Regions from separate parts of the Sus scrofa genome. Here regions 1, 3, 4 and 5 are each linked to region 2. The links are chromatin contacts, called in public Hi-C and HiChIP or PLAC-seq maps. All regions are on one chromosome and are shown on one strand. Each heading gives the region's core, a stretch centred on a gene start, on an enhancer-like site or on the middle of the called end of the contact. The rest is flanking DNA. Distances are from core to core; before and after follow the strand shown.

Evidence for each region. Hi-C and Micro-C count contacts between places; a contact is called where the count stands out from the background. HiChIP or PLAC-seq counts read pairs in DNA pulled down with a chosen protein or histone mark.
Region 1: a Hi-C map of liver shows a contact between it and region 2, with 4 times the contacts expected there. The contact joins two enhancer-like sites. A contact is called at or near these places in 1 of 47 Hi-C or Micro-C datasets (liver) and 1 of 2 datasets of contacts at active chromatin or transcription factors (alveolar macrophages).
Region 3: a contact with region 2 is called in an H3K27ac HiChIP or PLAC-seq map of alveolar macrophages. The contact joins two enhancer-like sites. A contact is called at or near these places in 3 of 47 Hi-C or Micro-C datasets (embryonic fibroblasts, heart right ventricle and subcutaneous adipose tissue) and 1 of 2 datasets of contacts at active chromatin or transcription factors (alveolar macrophages).
Region 4: a Hi-C map of retroperitoneal adipose tissue shows a contact between it and region 2, with 1.8 times the contacts expected there. The contact joins two enhancer-like sites. A contact is called at or near these places in 5 of 47 Hi-C or Micro-C datasets (embryonic fibroblasts, omental adipose tissue, retroperitoneal adipose tissue and 1 more) and 1 of 2 datasets of contacts at active chromatin or transcription factors (alveolar macrophages).
Region 5: a contact with region 2 is called in a Hi-C map of embryonic fibroblasts, with 1.8 times the contacts expected there. The contact joins two enhancer-like sites. A contact is called at or near these places in 2 of 47 Hi-C or Micro-C datasets (embryonic fibroblasts and liver) and 1 of 2 datasets of contacts at active chromatin or transcription factors (alveolar macrophages).

What each region holds. Positions count from the first base shown.
Region 1 is chr9:86,796,675-86,800,748 of Sscrofa11.1, forward strand. All of the region lies in intron 1 of LOC110255481 (a long non-coding RNA gene), which reads right to left. Among named protein-coding and RNA genes, the nearest start is that of AHR, 290 kb to the left of the region's middle. Within about 2 kb of position 1,682, at least 12 of the 83 cell types and tissues checked have an H3K27ac peak or open chromatin away from gene starts, as enhancers often do. A contact at or near this core is called in alveolar macrophages and liver, where this site is marked.
Region 2 is chr9:86,425,747-86,429,318 of Sscrofa11.1, forward strand. No RefSeq gene overlaps it. Among named protein-coding and RNA genes, the nearest start is that of AHR, 84 kb to the right of the region's middle. Within about 2 kb of position 1,500, at least 10 of the 83 cell types and tissues checked have an H3K27ac peak or open chromatin away from gene starts, as enhancers often do. A contact at or near this core is called in alveolar macrophages, embryonic fibroblasts, liver and 2 more, where this site is marked.
Region 3 is chr9:86,836,421-86,840,143 of Sscrofa11.1, forward strand. The region is part of intron 1 of LOC110255481 (a long non-coding RNA gene); the gene reads right to left. Among named protein-coding and RNA genes, the nearest start is that of SNX13, 250 kb to the right of the region's middle. Within about 2 kb of position 2,466, at least 18 of the 83 cell types and tissues checked have an H3K27ac peak or open chromatin away from gene starts, as enhancers often do. A contact at or near this core is called in alveolar macrophages and embryonic fibroblasts, where this site is marked.
Region 4 is chr9:86,748,357-86,752,068 of Sscrofa11.1, forward strand. All of the region lies in intron 2 of LOC110255481 (a long non-coding RNA gene), which reads right to left. Among named protein-coding and RNA genes, the nearest start is that of AHR, 240 kb to the left of the region's middle. Within about 2 kb of position 2,280, at least 11 of the 83 cell types and tissues checked have an H3K27ac peak or open chromatin away from gene starts, as enhancers often do. A contact at or near this core is called in alveolar macrophages, omental adipose tissue and retroperitoneal adipose tissue, where this site is marked.
Region 5 is chr9:86,778,713-86,782,524 of Sscrofa11.1, forward strand. The region is part of intron 2 of LOC110255481 (a long non-coding RNA gene); the gene reads right to left. Among named protein-coding and RNA genes, the nearest start is that of AHR, 270 kb to the left of the region's middle. Within about 2 kb of position 2,384, at least 9 of the 83 cell types and tissues checked have an H3K27ac peak or open chromatin away from gene starts, as enhancers often do. A contact at or near this core is called in alveolar macrophages, embryonic fibroblasts and liver, where this site is marked.

The sequences.
Region 1 (4,074 bases), core at 432-2,931, 370 kb after region 2:
ATGTATAGAATTCACTCAAGATGTTGACTCAAGTCAGAGAAGTCTTCTAATCAACAAAGACAAAGGCAGAATTGTAGGGGAGGAAAAAAGTTCGTGTTAACTCCTTAAATGAACTGAGATTCCTAAATAAACCGGTTAGATTTGCAGGATAGTACCCATTTTTTTCCATAGGCAGGTCATTTCCACGGAAAGTAAACACCATGTTCACCAAATGCCGCGTCAATGTGCATTCTCCAGGTAGAATGAGGGAACACTAAGAACAGACGCTCTAAGTCTGGCTCCTTTACAATTTCTCTGATTTAAGGCTTAGGGCCATGGGCTAGTGGGCCAAGCAGATGCTGACTTAGCTGTAGTAAGTGAGAGACACAATGCTCACCAAGTGGTTACACTGGTCTTGGGCATATTGCATAACTCCCTCAGCTTCAATTTTCTCATAGAACATCCATGGATGACATCTATTCACGAGGCTGTTTTGAGAATTCCATTAAGTCTTCCACAATGGCTGGCACGAGAGCTACTCAGTCAATGTTCATAAAATTTAATTCTTGGTAGAACGCCTTTCTCGAATAAAACTCTACTCAATAAGCCCCACTAAAGTGAACATAAGTACCAGAAGGGCTTTGTTGAAAGACTTTTATAAAGAAGGCAAAGGTGTGGAGGATGCTTAAGGCTAAACCTCCCTCCAGATTAATGCTTGTGATTTCTGATAAATTTTTAAGCACAATACCTACTAATAACAGCCACACATCATCTCTATAATCCTGTTTAAAAACATCTTTGATGATTATGAAGTGTTCAGATTTAAGTGTGTCCCCATTTAAGATGACAGTGAATTAAATAAACAGCAGAGCTCTGAAGGAAAGAATTAGTAACAAGTATAGGTCCAAAACTAACACTTTTTAGAAAGAAATTCAGAGCCTGAGGGGAGAGAGTGAAACCAAGGGCTTAGAACCCAGCCAGCTGTCCAGGGATCCAAAGACCACAAAGGAGAGAGTGATTAAGGGTATTAACAAATGCAGAGCAACAGGGAATATTCCAGACAGAAAAAGTACACCTTTCCTTCTGAATAGAAGAGAGGGACAGCTGGAACGGAGCCTGGTCACAAAAATCTAGCATAACTGAGAGAATACTAAAAACCTTCCTTTAGGATAAAAGGAAAGTATGTTCTTAAACACTCAGAGCTTGTATCAGTTATTCCTTGCAAAATACACTCTGAGTTCTCTAGTGAGGAGTGTGTGTTTCTTTGTGTTATAACAAGACAAAGAAGCTTATTAATACACCTATGACTTTTTTCACAGATAATTATGTACACATGGCAAAGTCAAGTGCTTTTTGCTCTCTGTCTTTACTTCCAGTTATCCTTACCTGAAGAAAACTTCTATTTGGGCACCAAGATATCCCAAAATGCAAAACAAAGGCTTTTAAACTTTAGATGGACATCAGAATCAGCTTGTAACTTTTCCAAAAAACACATACTTGATTCCCAATTCAAACCATATGAATCAGAAACTGCAAGGATGGGTGGGGTCTAGGAATGTGTCTAATATAATATGTTACATACCCAAAGATATGGATATGCACCTACAATTATAACTACCAGCCATCACCATTCAACTGATGGCAGCTCCCCAAATTGTATGCGTCATTCCCCAGGGAAGGATTAATCCACCAACGCAAACTTTCTGTCAAGATAAAGCTGAGGGCTTTCCACTGTTTCACTGAGTAACCTCTGACGAACTAGCTGGGACAATTCTAACCCATTTCAGTTTCAATTAAATAGTCTAAGTGCATCCTGAACCTTTCCAAAAATAAATATGATTTTCTCAATAATGATTTATTATAAATTAACCAAAGCTAGATTCTCGTCTTAAGGTCACTAGTGGTTTTTGTGTGTGTGTGTGTGTGTGTGTGTGTGTGTGTGTGTGTTTGCCAAAGGTCTACAGCATCTGTACTTTCTGGGAAGCCCAACCATAGCACATGACAAAAATTGACCTCTTGCTTACAGGCCATTTCTCCTACTGTTAGGATTAGTTAATCAGTAACTAGCAATTGACCATCTTTTATAACAGGGCACTCTCCAGGTATCTTGAAAGGTGCTATACCTTCAACCTAGTCTGTGGTTGGGTTTTTTTTTTCTTTTTTTCTTTGATGGGGTCAGATCAGGTTGACCCTTTTATTTTGCCACACCTGTGGCATACAAAAGTTCCCCGGCCAGGGATCAAACCCATTCCAGAGCTGTAACCAGAGCCAGAGCAGTGACAACACTGGATCCTTAACCCACTGAGCCACAAGTGAACTCCAAGTCTATGTTTTTAAAAAAATTTAGAATGCAATTTGGGGAGTCAGCCCAAGAGAAAATAAGCAAGAGGAACAAAATACAACACTTTAGGGAGTTCCCGTCGAGGCGCAGTGGTTAACGAATCCGACTAGGAACCATGAGGTTGCAAGTTCGATCCCTGGCCTCGCTCAGTGGGTTAAGGATCCAGCGTTGCCATGAGCTGTGGTGCAGGTTGCAGACGCAGCTCGGATCCCGCGTTGCTGTGGCTCTGGCCTAGGCCGGTGGCTACAGCTCCGATTCGACCCCTAGCCTGGGAACCTCCATATGCTGAGAGAGCTGCCCAAGAAATGCCAAAAAGACCACAAAAAAAAAAAAAGAAAGAAAGAAAAAAAAAATACAACACTGTGATGTCAAACAATGGGAAAATAGTTTATTTTTAAAGGTGCTACCATGTAAAGGAGGGAAGCCACTGGCTGGACTTGTTGGAGAAGAATGTGTACAAGTGGCCTGAGCTGGATCCAGCAACAACCTAAGTGAAGAAAAGCTGGGGAGAGCATTGAAACTCAATTTGCAGTTCAAGAAATATTCCCGGAGGAGGTCTGTCTAACTGATCAGTGCTGGGGTTCTCTGAAGAGTAGAAGACAATGATGACGGGCACCGGGCCTGCCTCTGAAAGGCTCACACCAACCCACACCCAAGGGCAGGTCTCGATCAATTACACAAAGAACTGTTGGGAGGAAGTGACAGGCTTCTTGGAGGCAGGGGCTTTTTACACAGACCTTACATAATATAAAGAAATTCAACAGGAAGAACTGTGAGAAAAAAAATGGTTTTCCGAAGAAAGGAAGCAGGTCATATCCGGGGAGGAGCAAGTTATCGAATGTGACAAAGCATAAAAAACCTGAAAGGTCTTAGCAGATGTTTTAAAAGTGTTTAATCATATTTCAGAGAATTCCAAGTGTCACTTGGATACATTTGTCTAATTTAATAGTCAGTGTGGAGTCATGAAAATTTATGCTCTGTGGAATTACATAATCAGAGTTGTAATTTAGAAGGAAAATTCTGGCAGCAGCTTGTAGGCTAATTGGAAACAAGGGGAGGAGGGGCAGGAAACTCAGAGGCTGGCCCAGAAGTCCAAGTGGGAAGGACTGAGGTGTGGCCCAGGCCTGGCCTCTACTACAGCTGCAAGTCCTCCCTCTACCCTGAAGATTCTGGGTGAAAAGTGTCACAGGAGTCTTCCTGGTTTAGTAAGAAAAAGAGTGTTCTCTTTTCAACAGAGTAATGAGGATAAAACTGAAGAGTGATAAATAATGATGACTGCAGCAAATTCCAGTGAAAATTACATCCTTAATGCATTTGTTAGATTATATTGCATATAGTTATACATTAATTTACATTAATTTAGACTTTATAATTTACAATTATTTTAGAATTCATTAATTTAGAATTACAATTTACAAAAAGGAAAAGAAAAAAAAAAAGGAGTTCCCATCGTGGTGCAGTGGAAACAAATCTGACTAAGAACCATGAGGTTGTAGGTTTGATCCCTGGCCTCACTCAGTGGGTTAAGGATTCAACATTGCCATGAGCTATAGCGTAGATCGCAGATGCTTGCTGTGGCTCTGGCTTAGGCTCCAGCAGCTGCAGCTCCAATTAGACCCCTAGTCTGGGAACCTCCATATGCTGCAGGTGCGGCCTTAAAAAAGCGGAAAAAAAATAGAATTACAATTTACAATTAATTTATAATTTACAATTAATTGCTTTGTGTAATATGAATATACAACTCTGGAGAGGAA
Region 2 (3,572 bases), core at 250-2,749:
TTGTGTAGAAATAAAGCTAATCTTCAATTCTGAGTTAAGCTGACCCTCCTCCACAAAAAAAGGGGGAAAAAGGGAACTAAGAAATAATGGCAAGGAGAAAAATGGAATAGCAAAAACAAGGTAAGAGAAGTTTCACACCAAAAGGGCCAGTCAAAGAGGTGAAAACCTACAGGGTACAGTGGACCGGAAACCACAGAAAGTAAAACAGAATGAGAAAGCTCTGGTTTTGTACTGGAGGCAGAGTTTAAAGAGATTTCTAAGATGCTATGATTTCATCCTTGGGTGGGAGCAACCTATGTACAGCATGAATTGGTTTGCACTACTTTAGGGCAACTCAAGGTTCTAAGTATTTTCCTCTACGTATTTAGTGACTATGTATGTGTTACTTGCCACAGGGAAAATGTGGATCGTGAAAATTATGGTTTCTGTTTCTCAAACACTGCTAATAAAACATCTCTATAAACATCTTTATGTCCAACACATTGACATTAAACACTCTGGTTCCATTGAAGCTTTTTACACAGTAGCTGACACCTGTGCACAGCTCTGGTTTCCCCTCGGAAATATACAGGAAAATATGGGCGCTTCACTAGTCCCTTTCCCATAAATGTTTTCCAAGTTTCATAGACAAATATCCTCTGTATTTTGTCTGCTGAAATATTCATTTCATTGTCACTGGGAGTTTGGCAGGTCTTAGCTCACCCAGGTCATGTTGTTCCTTCCCTTCTGCAAAAGTTGCATAAAACTTCAGGTCAGAGGAGGCCACTCTATGGGTAGATTCAGCAGCACTTTCTTCTACTTCTGTGGCTTGAAATACTCCATGGAAGACTGCACAGAGCTTATCTTCTTTCTATTGCTTTAGACACGTAGGAGTTGCTAACAACACTTAATAATCTCCTGAAAGGAGAGGCCCCATCTCTTAGGATGTAACATGTTGAGAACTAGTCTAGGAAGTTAACCTAAACCACACATTAGTAACTGAAACTTTCAAATTCATGCTGTTGGGAAAAAAAAGGAAAGCCAAAAGTTAAAATTGTTGTTGGTTACTGAATGCCATCAGAACAAGAAAGAAAAGAGAGGAACTGCATAAAAAAAAAAATAAAACTAAAAGTTGGTGTTGTAAAAGACATAATGAGACATGGTAAATATGGCAAGCTAGTGGTAATCCTCTCTCTCTTGAAGTGTTGTCATAAGAGTGAGAAAAATTGTATATGGATCACCCAGCGAGTATTCATATGTTCTAGACCAATACAAGTGTATTTTACCTGTAGTATTTACTTCTGTTATCTTTAATTCCTCACAAGCACTTATAAAGTAGACTCAACCCTGTTTTACAGATAAGAAAATTGAAAGTAAAGGAAGCATACATTTCTTGTCCACGGTGAGACAGCTACTCATTCTGAGTCAGGATTTGCACCCAGGCAGTTTAGCTCCAGAGATAAGAGCATTAACCCCTACGTTGCAGAACTGGCCTCAGTGTACAGAGGAGTTCTGAGCAAGGTCTCAACTCCTGACTTTGACCAGGTGGGGGCAGCAGGAGATGCTCAGTGCTTTAGTCAGAGTGATCTTTCCAATATGTAACTCTATAGATTGTGTTCTCTTGCTTTAAAACGCAGTAAGTGTTGAGTTCAGACTGCTGTGGAAATGTAGTGAAGCACTTCATGATGTGGGGTCTGCCTATCCCTTTAACTCATGCATTGTTGGCTGCTCTTGCTATTGTTTTTGTTTTGTCTTTTTGTCTTTTCTAGGGCCACACTTGCGGCATATAGAGGGTCCCAGGCTAGGGGTTCAGTCGGAGCTGTAGCCACCGGCCTATGCCAGAGCCACAGCAACGCGGGATCCAAGCCACGTCTGTGACCTACACCACAGCTCAGAGCAGCACAGGAGCCTTAACCCACTGAGCGAGGCCAGGGATGGAACCTGCAACTTCATGGTTCCTAGTCACATTCGTTAACCACTACGCCACGAGGGATACTCCGCTATTGTTTTTTTGTTTGTTTGTTTAAATATATTGTTTCTTTAATATAATATATCGGATTTTGCCATACTCTGTTGTAGTTGCTTATATACAAGTCTATCTGCCTGAGAGGCTAGAATCCAGTGAGGGAGCTTCCATGTTTGTTTTCTCTCTGTTATACTCCATTAGGGAGTAATAGCCAAAATTTGAATTAACAGAAGTCACAGGCCTCAGTCAATCAGGATAGACATCTGAAGTAACCAAGCAGTAGGATTTTGTCATTGGGTAGCCTTCCATTACAGACCACTGGTGGATACTTTCTATTTGTGAATGAATGAATGAATGAACGATGTTAAGAAATAGCACTAGATATTTTTGCCTTTGGTTTCATTCTCACTCTTGGCTCTGCTTTATGTCCTTTTTCTTCCTCAATTCTAAGTTATATATTTAAAAATATATTTTGGGAATTCCTGTTGTGGCATAGTAGGATCGGCAGCCTCTTGGGATCACTGGGACACAGGTTTGATCCCTGACCCAGCACAATGGGTTAGGGATCTGGCACAGCCACAGCCGTGGCTTGGATTTGATCCCTGGCCTGGGAATTACATATGCCGGGGGTTGGCCAAAAAAGAAAAATGTTTCTGTATCCTTAAAATTAGATTTTAATCTCTTTCGTGATGAGGATTGGGATAAGTTAGTACATAAAACTGTTGGTGGATATTAACTACCATTGAAACTGATCACTACAAGGATCAATAAGATGGGTGTTCACCTGAAAAATAGGCTGTGGATTATAATACCTTTTTTTCCAAATATCAACCGTTCTGGCTGTTTTGGTGTCTCGAATTTAGAGATTTGTTTCTTATAATTAAAATGTTGCCTTTCAAAGATGAACTGCAAGCTATCCTGGAATGGTTAAGTACTGAAAAATTTAATTAATATTTTAAAATCTTAGCATTGATTCATTTTATTGTTTCCACTTGATACCTTAAAAATTAAGAAGTAAAATAAAATAATCTCAAAAGCCACTTAAGGCAAATGCTGCATTTTTATTGGAGTAAAGAGGAAGAGATTAATCTAAAATTGTGAGAGAAATGCTGGGTACAAATTTTAATTGCACGGAAAGCATATGGACATGCATTTTATACATGTCCAGATAGTTGATCGTTAATAAGCTCACAGCTGATTTCAATGTTCAGCAGCTAGATTTGGGCACCACTGATGGAGCATAGGTTCATGTGGCAAAATTACATCTGGAAAGGGGACCCAAGGGCATCCTCGTGCCTTGAGTTCCTAGGATGGAAAGGTACATTAAATGAGAGGAGGAAGAATATTAAAGTGGCATCTCAGGACACAAAAGATAAATCTTCCAGCTTTAGACATAAGGAAATTATTTGTTTAGATACAACATATAGTTTCTTTTGAAAGTCAGAAAGCACCCTATCCTCTGGAAGAAAAATCTTTTCGGCGTGAAGACTAGAAACAAAAAGTATCTCTGGTCAAACTCTTAACCAAAGCACTTTAATTTCAGAGCGTTCCAATTGAGAGTTGGTGGCATAAATAAATAAGGCATTTCAAGCTCAAATAGCCAGTTTCCTTTGATTTAGCCTCTCCT
Region 3 (3,723 bases), core at 1,216-3,715, 410 kb after region 2:
TGCAATATAATTATATCCAAAAATCAATGTACATATCTCAATTTAAAAATACTTTACTGCTAAAAATTGCTAACCATCACCTGATCCTTCAGTGGTTGTAATCTTTTTGATGGCCGAAGATCTTTCCTTGTTGATGGCTGCCAACTATTGATTAGGCTGGTGGTTGCTGAAGGTTGGGGTGGCTGTGGAATTTCTTCAAATAAGACAACAATGAAGTTTGCTTCATAAAATGATGCTTCCTTTCACAATTTCTCTGTGGCATCCAATGTTTGATAGCATTTTCCTCACAGTAGAACTTCTTTCAAAGTTGGAGTCAGTTCTCTCAAACACTGTTGCTGTTGTTTATCAGCTGTTTATGAAAATATTCTAAATGTTCTGTGTTGTCATTTCAACAATAGATTAAGTTTGTCATCTTCTTTATTTTTTTATTTTTTGTCTTTTTAGGGCTGCACCCACAGCATATGTAAATTCCCAGGCTAGAGATTGAAACAGAGCTGCAGCTGCTGGCCTACACCACAGCAAGAGCAACTCAGGATCCAAGCCACATCTGCGAACTATACCACAGCTCACAGCAATGCCAGATCCTTAACCCACTGAGTGAGGCCAGAGATCAAACCCACATCCTCATGAATACCAGTCAGGATGGTTAATCACCAAGTCATGACAGGAACTCCCAAGTTTGCCATCTTTTAAGAGCATGCTCCAAGCCACCATAAAACAGTAACAACCGTAGTATCACAGATCACTGACCACAGATCACCATAACAAGTAAAATTATAGTGAAAATGCTTGAAATATCACAAACATTACCAAATGTGACACAGAGACACAAAGTGTGAAAATGCTCTTGGGAAAATGGCATCAATGAACTTATCACAGAATTGCCACAAACATTTAATTTGTAAATATTACAATATCTGTAATGCACAATAAATCGAAGCACCATAAAATGAGGTTGACCTGTATCACAGATCTCTCTAATAAAATATCCTCAGTTTTATCTGTAGAATCAAAACCAGCTTTATCTTAACTAGACTTTGTGATTCTCTTTGCCAACAAAACAGTGTGACAAGCACCCTCAAGATGAACAGATATCCAAAAAGAAATTAAACAGCTTTAAAAGACTTCAGATAGCTTATCTCAGTCCTCAGGCTCCGTGATATCTCATAGCATTCAGTGTTGTCAGCCACATCTCCTCCTTCATAACATTTTTATCTCCTAAGTCTTCTGGACACATCCACTTGAATACAGCATCAGTTAAAACCCATAATTTCAGTAGCCAACTTTTCCTCCCCCAGAAGTTGGTTCTTCCACCCTACCTTCTTGACTTTCAGTGTGTGTGAGTGTATTCACCCAGCAGGTTGCCTACTGTGAAAAATCTGTCCCTGGGAGAAGTTGGGCATCATGAAAGAGAGGTTTCAGCAAGGAGTGACCCACAGCACCTTCCCGCCGCCAAGGGATCAAGCGGTCTCAAATCTTCTCCATCCTCTCCCTTCAGCTTAATCCAAAACTGGCCCAGAGAATTACATTTCTAGCGCCCAGTCTCCTTTCTTGGTGATTTGTTACTGTCCTGAAGACTTAAGTTTCTTGAAGCCAAGAATAATTAAACTTGGTAATTCCAATTATAGTGAGGAAAAATCTCCAATGTAATTAACCCAGAGTTTTAATAATGCTATACATAATTATTCTAATAATGTTATCCACAGTCATAAGCAAATTAGAGTTTCAAAACACCATTTTTACCTCATTCTATATTATACATAGCTATAGATGATATTATAATATGTACACCTACTTATATGCAATTACTCATTAATCAAAGATTTATTGAGCAACCTTTATGCTCAAGTTGCTTAGAAAAAAGTGACTACTGTGCTAAGTGCTTTACCTCAATATTTTTATTTAGTCCCTCACAATAATACTGTAGGCAGGTACTATTACAGATGAGCAAAGACAGGCTCTAGAGGTGCTGAGTGCCTTATCAAAGCCCATAAGAGGGCAAAGGGTTCAAACCCAAGTGTTTCAAACCTGGAATGCAAGCTGTGAACTAGCACCGTTTCTTGTATCCAAAATGCTACAGGAGCAAAGAGACAAGGAGAACACTGTGGGTGGGGGAGGAAGCAGGGTTCTTCTTAACCCACAGCCAGGAGTAGGTTTACACAGAAAAGGGAAGCTGACTGAGTCCCGAGAGCCTCAGGAATAAGAGGAAGGAGGGAGCAGGCAGCAGGGACCCTGCAAAGTCAGAGCCAGGCCCTAGGCATGACTCTATGTCTCAGCTCAAGCAGCTCAATCGGGGCAGTGGGCATGTGAGGACACCCATGCCACCCTCCACAGCTCTGTTAGGTTCGTCAATGGCTTAGACATTCTTTATCTGGGTCGTCATTTCCATTTCTCACTACACTATGAGTCAGTGCTTCCCAACACGGCTCTTTTGAAAAGGCAGTGCACGTCACACCCATCTTACACTGGTCAGCAGTGATGCTGAATTGAGGAACAACTAAGGACAGTTATGCAACCAAAACTTCCAGTTCTCTGGGACTGATAGCTGCGTTATGAAACTGATCTTAGAGGAAAAAAAAAAATAGGCATTATGAGAATATTCAAAAGGGCATGATGAATACCTGGTAACGTGTGTACTTTTTAAAAATTGGAGTAGAGTTGACTCACAATGTTGCGTTAATTTCAGGTGTACAGCAAAGTGAATCAGTTATACATATATCCATTCTTTTTCAGAGTCTTTTCCTGTAAAGGTTATTATAGAATATTGAGTAGAATTCCCTGTGCTACACAGTAGATCCTTGTCAGTTATCTATTTTACACATAGTAGTGTATATATGTTAATCCCAAACTCCTAATTTGTACTTCTTATAAACACTTTTTGCTAACATACTAGATCTTATAAAATGTGCCCCAAGTTCTTTGTCAATTAGTCTTTCATAGAATTTTTTTAAGGCCTACCATGCACCTGGCACTGCTCTGGGCACTAGGGATATAGCTTTGAACACAGCACACACACACACACACACACACACACACACACACACACACACACACACACACACACACACACAGTATCTGACTTCAGAAAGCTTACGTACATACAAATACACCTGGAGAGAAGCACAAGGTTTACCTTGATAAGGACCTAGTCCTCGCAACTAGTTACTCAGAGTGGTAAAGAGGGGGAAAAAAAATGCCATTTCAGTTATCAAAGAGTTTCAAAATGAGTTGGTAATTGGATGAAATTATTTTCAAGTTTTCATATTGTTTTTTTACAAAAATAATAGTTTTCTGTTTAAATGAGGTCAAGCAATATAAAAAGTCACATAGAAAGAAGGCAATAAATCAACCATATCCTGCTTCCCAGATTAGCCTATACTATCTTTACTGAACACAATCCAGACACTTCTGGTAGCTTTAGAGACAGGCAGAGAGAAAAAGAAAATGTTGTATTATTAGGATCACACTCGATGTGTAATTTTTTAAATATTTTCTTTAAAAATTATACTTGAATTAAAAGAAAAAAAAGGAGTTCCCTTCGTGGCTTAGTGGTTAATGAACCTGACTAGAATCCATGAGGATACAGGTTCGATCCCTGGCCTTGCTCAGTGGGTTAAGGATCTGGCATTGCCATGAGCTGTGGTGTGGGTCACAGACACAGCCTGGATGCCATGTTGCTGTGGCTGTGGTGTATGCTGGCAGCTGTATCTCCCTTCAATCCCT
Region 4 (3,712 bases), core at 1,030-3,529, 320 kb after region 2:
ATGATGTCTCTAAGGATAAAGGAGAATATCTGTGCCTCCTGCCCTGAAAGAGAGGTGTCTACTGAAAAAGAGAGAACAGACAGACTTTCCCTCCCTTCTCTAAACTGAAGACTCTTACTAAGCATACTTTCATCATTTAGAATAAATCACAGCTGTAAATAAAAAAAAAGATGATTTGCAAAACTGTGAACTGTGGCGTTGCTCACAATCTTACTGTAACAACATAGATGGACTTACAAAATACCATGTTTTCCTTTACTTTTTTTATGGGCTTTTTGCCTCACCATCAACTCAAGGATAAGAGTCGTTTACTGTAGTGACATCTACAGGCACCTTCAGAGAAAAACATACTCAACTCTGAAATTAAAACATTCTCATTCCCCCAATCAGGAATTCCTGTGTGGGTTCAGACTGATGGCTAATGGCTTCAGCATACTACCACATAGAAGGGAGACCTTATTCCAGATTCACCTGAGTCTTAAAACACATCTATTGTCTCCAAAACTAATTTTCATCATTCATCTCCAATTGGCTTGTTTATGCCTGTTTCACTCACATAAGTTATGCATTTTATGCAATTTAAGTATATAAGGGAGACTACTGAGGTCTCATATGTATAGCCTTGCTGCCCTCATGCTTCCTGAGTGGTAGAAATGTGTGCTCCTGGCCCAAGATACTACCAGTGGAAAGGATGATCAGCTTCTTGCAGATGGCCTGACTTACAAGAGCTGGAAGACTGTAGAAGCCCACGAGGTTGGGTAACCTTGAAAGAGATTTTACCCAAGATGACATTTTACTTGCCACATCTGATTGACCCCAGTTCAAGTGAAGCTGTGGAGTGGTGGGTACAGGCAAAGAGAGCAGATGAAATGGGTTAGCCAGAGAGAACATCTCCTACAGTAAGATCCTGTGCAGTGTCCAAGATGAGGGAGGGGCAAAATGTCTACACTGAAAAGCCCACAATCCTGCCATGCCAGAGAGCACTTGAGAGCCAAGTAAGATCTTCTAACAGCACCAGCTAAGTAAATAAGACTTTTCTGCCTTTATATATTACTCCCATGTCCCATCCAACCCTGAGGCAAAGGATGGCAATTCAGGAAGATATGAAGTAAAAAACAAAAGGGGAACACGACTTCCTTTCCCAAAGTTCTGAGTCAGGACCAAGAGAAAGGGAAAACCTTTAAACTGAAAACAAGAAGTTCAATTTAGACTGTATTTTACTACCTTAAAAATGAAACTGAAAATGGATAGAAATTATCTCCTACATGTGAGTAAGAAAGGAATATTTGATAATGAAATTTTCAAATATGATAGGAGAAAAACTAAGCTCTTCCTAATTTTATACTAGAGCCCAGCCCATGGAGTTGGCTCAGTTGGGATTTTATTTCCTACTACCGTCTTTTCTTTTTCAGCTAATCAGTCAGCTGGTTTTAGGGAGGGCTCGAGTGAAAAAGAAGGATATTTTTGTCCTTGTTTCAAATTCAGGAAAATGTCATGGATATTAGAGTTATTCTAAAGCAGAATTATTTTATTTATAGATTTGAATTTGTATAACCATTTAAATTTCTCTCCCTCATAATAATACTTTATATAGAATGTTGCCTCTGTTCTATGAGAATACAAGGGCAAACTTCTCTTCCAGACTTTTATTTAGCCAGACGTAAACCAGATTTTTGATCCCCCAACTTTCCCACTCCCCAAAGTGAGGCTTTTATTTCCTGATCTGAATAAAGTTTCGTGGCATTGTCTGAAAGTGTCCCCCTTCTGTGAAAGCTAATTTATCTTTGCTGAAGGCTCTTCTGAATTCCCTACCCCTCACCCCCAGGAGGAAGTTCCCATGGCCAGAATGTGCTTTATGTCTCCAAATGGCTTTCGTAGGAGACTGTCTTGCAGACTGATTTACACTGATCAGACGTGAGGATTTTGAAACTTCACAAATATTTACCAAAAGGATTTACAGATACTTGGTATTTTTTTTAATAAACGCCTGTTGATACAACTGCCACATCAGCTGCCTAAAAGATAAAATGAATTACTCATCAGCATAAAATTAAACAAAAGACCCACTAGCAATCCTATAACCTCCTGAGAACCATAGGACAATGAAGATAAGGGTCCAAGGAAAAGGTTCTGGAATTATTTTTTCATCCCATGCAGGATGAATTATGCTGTTCAGGTAAGAGTAATGAAACAGAGGAAGAGGGGAGGAAGTGTTTTCAGGAACCAATTTACTGATAGTAAAGACCAGGAAGTAGTGATATGTGTTGCGCAAATATCCACTTCCTTGTCCCTTGTACACACAAGGTCCAATCACACCTCTGAGTCATCCACCAGCTGTCACTCTCCTGTCTCCAGCAATCTCCCACCTTCCCAGCTTCTTCCACTAGAACTCAGACAATGCTCAAGATTCAAGGACACAGGGATGGGGTGAAGAAGGATTTCTGTGTGTCCTTTTCCCTCTCTGGGCAGATCATTGCCCTTGCCATCACCACCATGGAGTGGGAAATCAGGAGCCAGCCAGTGCCCACTGGAGGTGGCAGAATATGATTTAGGACACAGCTCTGGATGATCTGAGAGGTTTAGTGTTAACAACATGAATTAAGAAAATTTGTTTACCTCTGAGCATTTCTTCCTCCAATTTTCCCACTTTGTCCTTCTCCCCAGCCCCAGCCTTCTTAAAAAGCTCTCCTGGGGGGAAAATTCAGCAACAACCATCCATCCAACTAAGCTTATCAAGAGGATCTCCTCACACATTACCATTTAAGGTTGCTAGCATGCTCTGGGAAATATGAATTCAAAGGCAAGAGCAACACTGAGCATCCTAGGAGCATAATAATTAACGGAAAAATTATGTATAGTGTTTACTAAACCAGAATTAACCAACCAAAAACAAGATTTGAAAGTAAACATATGAAATATATTTTTCTTTTGTCTTTTTAGGGCCACGCCCACTCTAAAAAGGTTCCTGGCTGGGAGTCCAGTCAGAGCTATAGCTGCCAGCCTATCCCATAGCTCACTGCAATGCTGGATCCTTAACCCCCTGAGGAAGGCATTAATCAAACCCACGTCTTCATGGATACTAGTTGAGGCCATTAACCACTGAGCCATGATGGGAACTCTAGACATATGAAATATCTTGAAAGAGACAGGGAAAATATTAAACACAAGAAATGGGGGTTTGGGGTGGGGGCAGGGGAAGTCATATAAAAAGTGGAGATGTTACTAGGGCAATAGATTTGGAAAAATAATTTAGGAAATTGATTAATTATTATGGATAGATACAGCTGCAGAACTAGAAGATTAAGTGGAGGAACTTGCCCAAAGTGGTACAGTATATTCTCCAAAGTATTGCTTAATGCATTTTAAATAACCTTCTATCCATTACAATCTAATATAATCTCCTTTTCAGAATATCATTTCTTCTCCCTATTAAAGTCATAATCTAATTGCCTTCCCCTCCATTCATATTACTAACCTAAAAACATAACATACCAGGGCCCAGTACCTGCATTCAGATGGAAGATGACTTCTCAGTTTTATTTTACATCTCATGTTGGTGGTGGATGCCTGGCTACACTTGTATAAATAAAAGTGTCAATCCTGGTGATTGTTTCCAACCCAAGATGGTTTGGCCTCTGACATTTTCACTTCCCAATAATGAAATTGCCTGTGACCAACACCTTCTATCATGCTCCACCCCCTAAAAATAGCA
Region 5 (3,812 bases), core at 1,134-3,633, 350 kb after region 2:
GGCCTCTCTCAGTGGGTTAAGGATCTGGCAGTGCTGTGAGCTGTGGTATAGGTCACAGATGCAGCCTAGATCCTGCATTGCTGTGGCTCTGGTGTAGGCCAGCTGCTATAGCTCCCATTCAACCCCTGGCCTGGGAACCTCCACATGCCACAAGTATGGCCCTAAAAAGATTTTTAAAAATAAGATTTAAAAAAACCTCAAAAACAAAGGTGTAGTTACCAAAGAGGAAAGGTGGCAGGCTGGATTAGGGGTTTGGCACTGGCATGTGCACACTGTGGTATATGGAATGGATGGTCAGCAGGGACCTGCTGTATAGCACAAGAACTCTACTCAGTGTTCTGTAATCACCTATATGGGAAAAGAATCTGAAAAAGCATGAATATGTGTATGTGTATAACTGAATCACTTTGCTGTACAGCAGAAACTGATGCAACACTGTAAATCAACTACAATAAAAATTTAAAAAATGAAAAACAAAAAAGTCCTTCTTTCCATCAGACCATGCTATTGATAGCACAGGTTATGGAGGAAAGATAGGATATATTATAATGTGTGTGGCCAAGACCTCTAAGAGATAGCATAGAATTTTTTTTGTCATATAGTAGAGGTTCACATTAAAAAAAAAAAAAGACACAACACATTATTAAATGATTTGCAGATTCAATAGGCTTCACCAAACATATTACCGCAATCCTTAAGTCCTTGTTTCACATCCCTGGCAAGTATGGACTGGTACCATACAGATTAGCTCACATAGTTTAGCTGCTCCTAACCAAGGTCTAGTTTCCTTGGGCTTCAGCCTTCAAATGTCAGCCACATCCTGTAGGAAAAGTGAGGGGTAAGCAAGAACTAAGCACCTCTAAGAAGGCAGGAGAATGCTGGGTGTGGCTTTGACATTTATAAGCAACGAGGTCCTGATGTATAGCGCAGAGAACTATATATACAGTTTCTTGGGATAGACCATGATGGAAGATAATATGAGAAAAAGAATATGTATGTATATATGTGTGTTTGTGTCTGTGTGTGTGTGTGTGTGTAAATGAGACTGGGTCACTTTACTGTACTGTAGAAATTGGCACAACATTGTAAATCAATTACACTTTAATAAAAATAATAAAAAGAATTAGAAAGAGCTCTGTTTGGAAGACTTTTATGAAGATATCAAAAGATATCTATAACAACAGCTAAAATCTAAAATTTCCACAAAAAAATTAAGTAGATTAATATAATGTCCTCACGAGTTAAAGGATTCTCTGGATTTCAGACAGGAAGAAGATTTTAGATTTATTTCATTATTAGTTGAAAAGTACCAGATGTTTTATTTTTCTTGTCTGTTGTCTTGATGGGGTAACTTCTTTGGAGCTTTCCTTTAGTGGAATGATTCAGCTATTAGTCTGTTCTTTCTTCAGATCTCAAATATTTTAGTTATAAAACAGTATTTTTAGCATTACTGACTCACAGTTACACGTAACATGATTACAGATCATATGCAGTACATTCATCCCAGCTCTTATGCTTTAGTTCCAATGGTTAGACTGTACGGTCTCTGAAGTGTTAAAAGTTCAAGTTCAATTCCATGCAGCAAGGACACTCCTCACACTGGACCAGGAGTCCCTGTGAGGCAGATTCTTGTCCTTCGCTTCATTGAAACAACCAGAGCCACCATAACTTACCTCAAACTCAATTTTAAATTCATTGGGTGAGAAGCCCTAAGGGAAGGCATTTATTTCAGAGAGAAGCTCCAAATGCACAAGCCTTCTTGTCCTGAATCCAGTGATAACCATGAGCGATAAAGAGATCACTTATTGCCTATATCTTTCAATTTACTTTCCAAATTCAGCATTTGAACTTTCAAAAGATGTTGCTTATCCAATTCAGATAGCTAAATTATGTGCCAAAAGGAAGTCTTAACTTTTCCTAACAGAACACATTTGTCCCTCGTATGTGATTAATGAGTCAGTGCATCAAATTTGACGAATGTGTTTGCTCTAAGTAGGGAATGAGCCATTAGGCATTACACATCCTGAACTTTGGGGAGAGAAGGAAAATAGCTTTTACTTATCTGCTCTTTTATCAGTGAATATGAATCAAAGTTGAGGAATAAACTTTCTAGATTGCTTAATACCTCCCAGATATCGTCAAGGCCTTGACAAGGTAAGTGAAAAGATTTCCATGAGCAAGAAGCAACGGAGAAGGACTTCTGGGGAGTGAACACTTGGCAATTCTAGGAAACTTTCCTTTATTCCAACATTCTTCCTCTTCCTTTGCCTTGCCCTAATCTCTATGTTTTTAAATCCACCAAATATATCTTTCTACTAATAGCTGGTAAACGGGGTTGGGGGATAAGTATAAACTGCATAGCCACAGAGACCTCACATCTTCCTTCCTCTTGGCTCAATTTGCACAGTCATGAAATGTTACTCAAGTCTTGAGGACCTGGACACAGTCATTTCTATTTTGGTGCAACGGGCATGACCCATCCCTACAGATAGAAGGGAATCACCCTTTTTGTGTAAATGTTTGCTTTGTTGGAGATTCCTAAACAGAAATTAATAGTATACAGGAGGACTATTAAATCAGCCATGATAAACAATTCCTAGGCAATGTTTAGACTGGCTCCAAGTCATCCCAAGAATTGTGCACAAGGATAGAACCATGCATTTGGAAAATTTTTTTTTACTAGGACTGCCTATAAAACAAAAGGCAGAGTGGCGATCTGTCAATTAGCTAATCATTCTAATTGATTGTTCTATCAGTGTAGGTAGATAACAGATGAATGACTAAACAAGGGCAAATCTCCATTTTATGTGGTGTAGACAGAGTTAATGCATCATGAATGTTTGACAGTCTTTACTGGCAGTTACAGAACACACTTGGAACTCCTCTAGATATGCTCTTTGATCTCTTCTTTGAAGTCAAATGCCAATATTCTCAATTCCTGTGACATCAACTATCACAACCCCCAGGCTATAAAAGAGCTGAAACTAATCAGGTAGAACCAGCACCAAAAGAAGTTTCAACACAACATAGTCCTGTGGTCAGGAAAACTTTGTCTAGGTGTTCAGGATCTCAGTACGTGGCAGATATATCCTTTTAAAATACATTCATTCACACACACACACCCCTACACACCACCCACACACACAAAGACCATAGAAAGAGAAAAGCAAAGAAGCAAAAAGACTTTTATTTTCCGTGGTCAAAATCAGGATTAAGGCATTATTTAGAGTATTCTCAATAAAAAAAACTGAGTATTATATTTCCTTATGTGAATCAACAAAAGGCTGCAAACTTACCTTGAGCATCCTTAGAGGCTGTCACTTTTGCCATAGTGCTGACCCAGAAACTTAAAGGATATACAGTAACAAAGAGGCCAATTCCTTAGAACAAAATAGCCTATTTTGAATAACATCTTAAAACTGACTTTGAACCAAAAGAAAAAGATCACTTTTTTTAGGGGGAGGGGTAGATTTTACTCTATTTCTTTTGTCTGATCCATACGTGCTGTTAAATATTTACCAGAAATCTGACAGGTATTTCTTAACATTTGTTAATCACAGATAATGTCATTCCATCAACAACTCAATAAACTTCTTTTAAGGCTGAATAAGGTGAGTCTCACTACCTTAACACTGCTAAGCCATCTTTGTAGAACAAATATTTGCTTTCAGTTTCCTATGCCAAGTTGTATGTGATTCTGTAGTCTAAATCTCCTTTTGTAAATGAAGTGTGCCCTCCAGAAGAGGAGAGAACAGAGTCCTTCCTTCTCTCTGCAGATCCTTAAATAAAGGGTTTCATGTCTCCAGAATAAT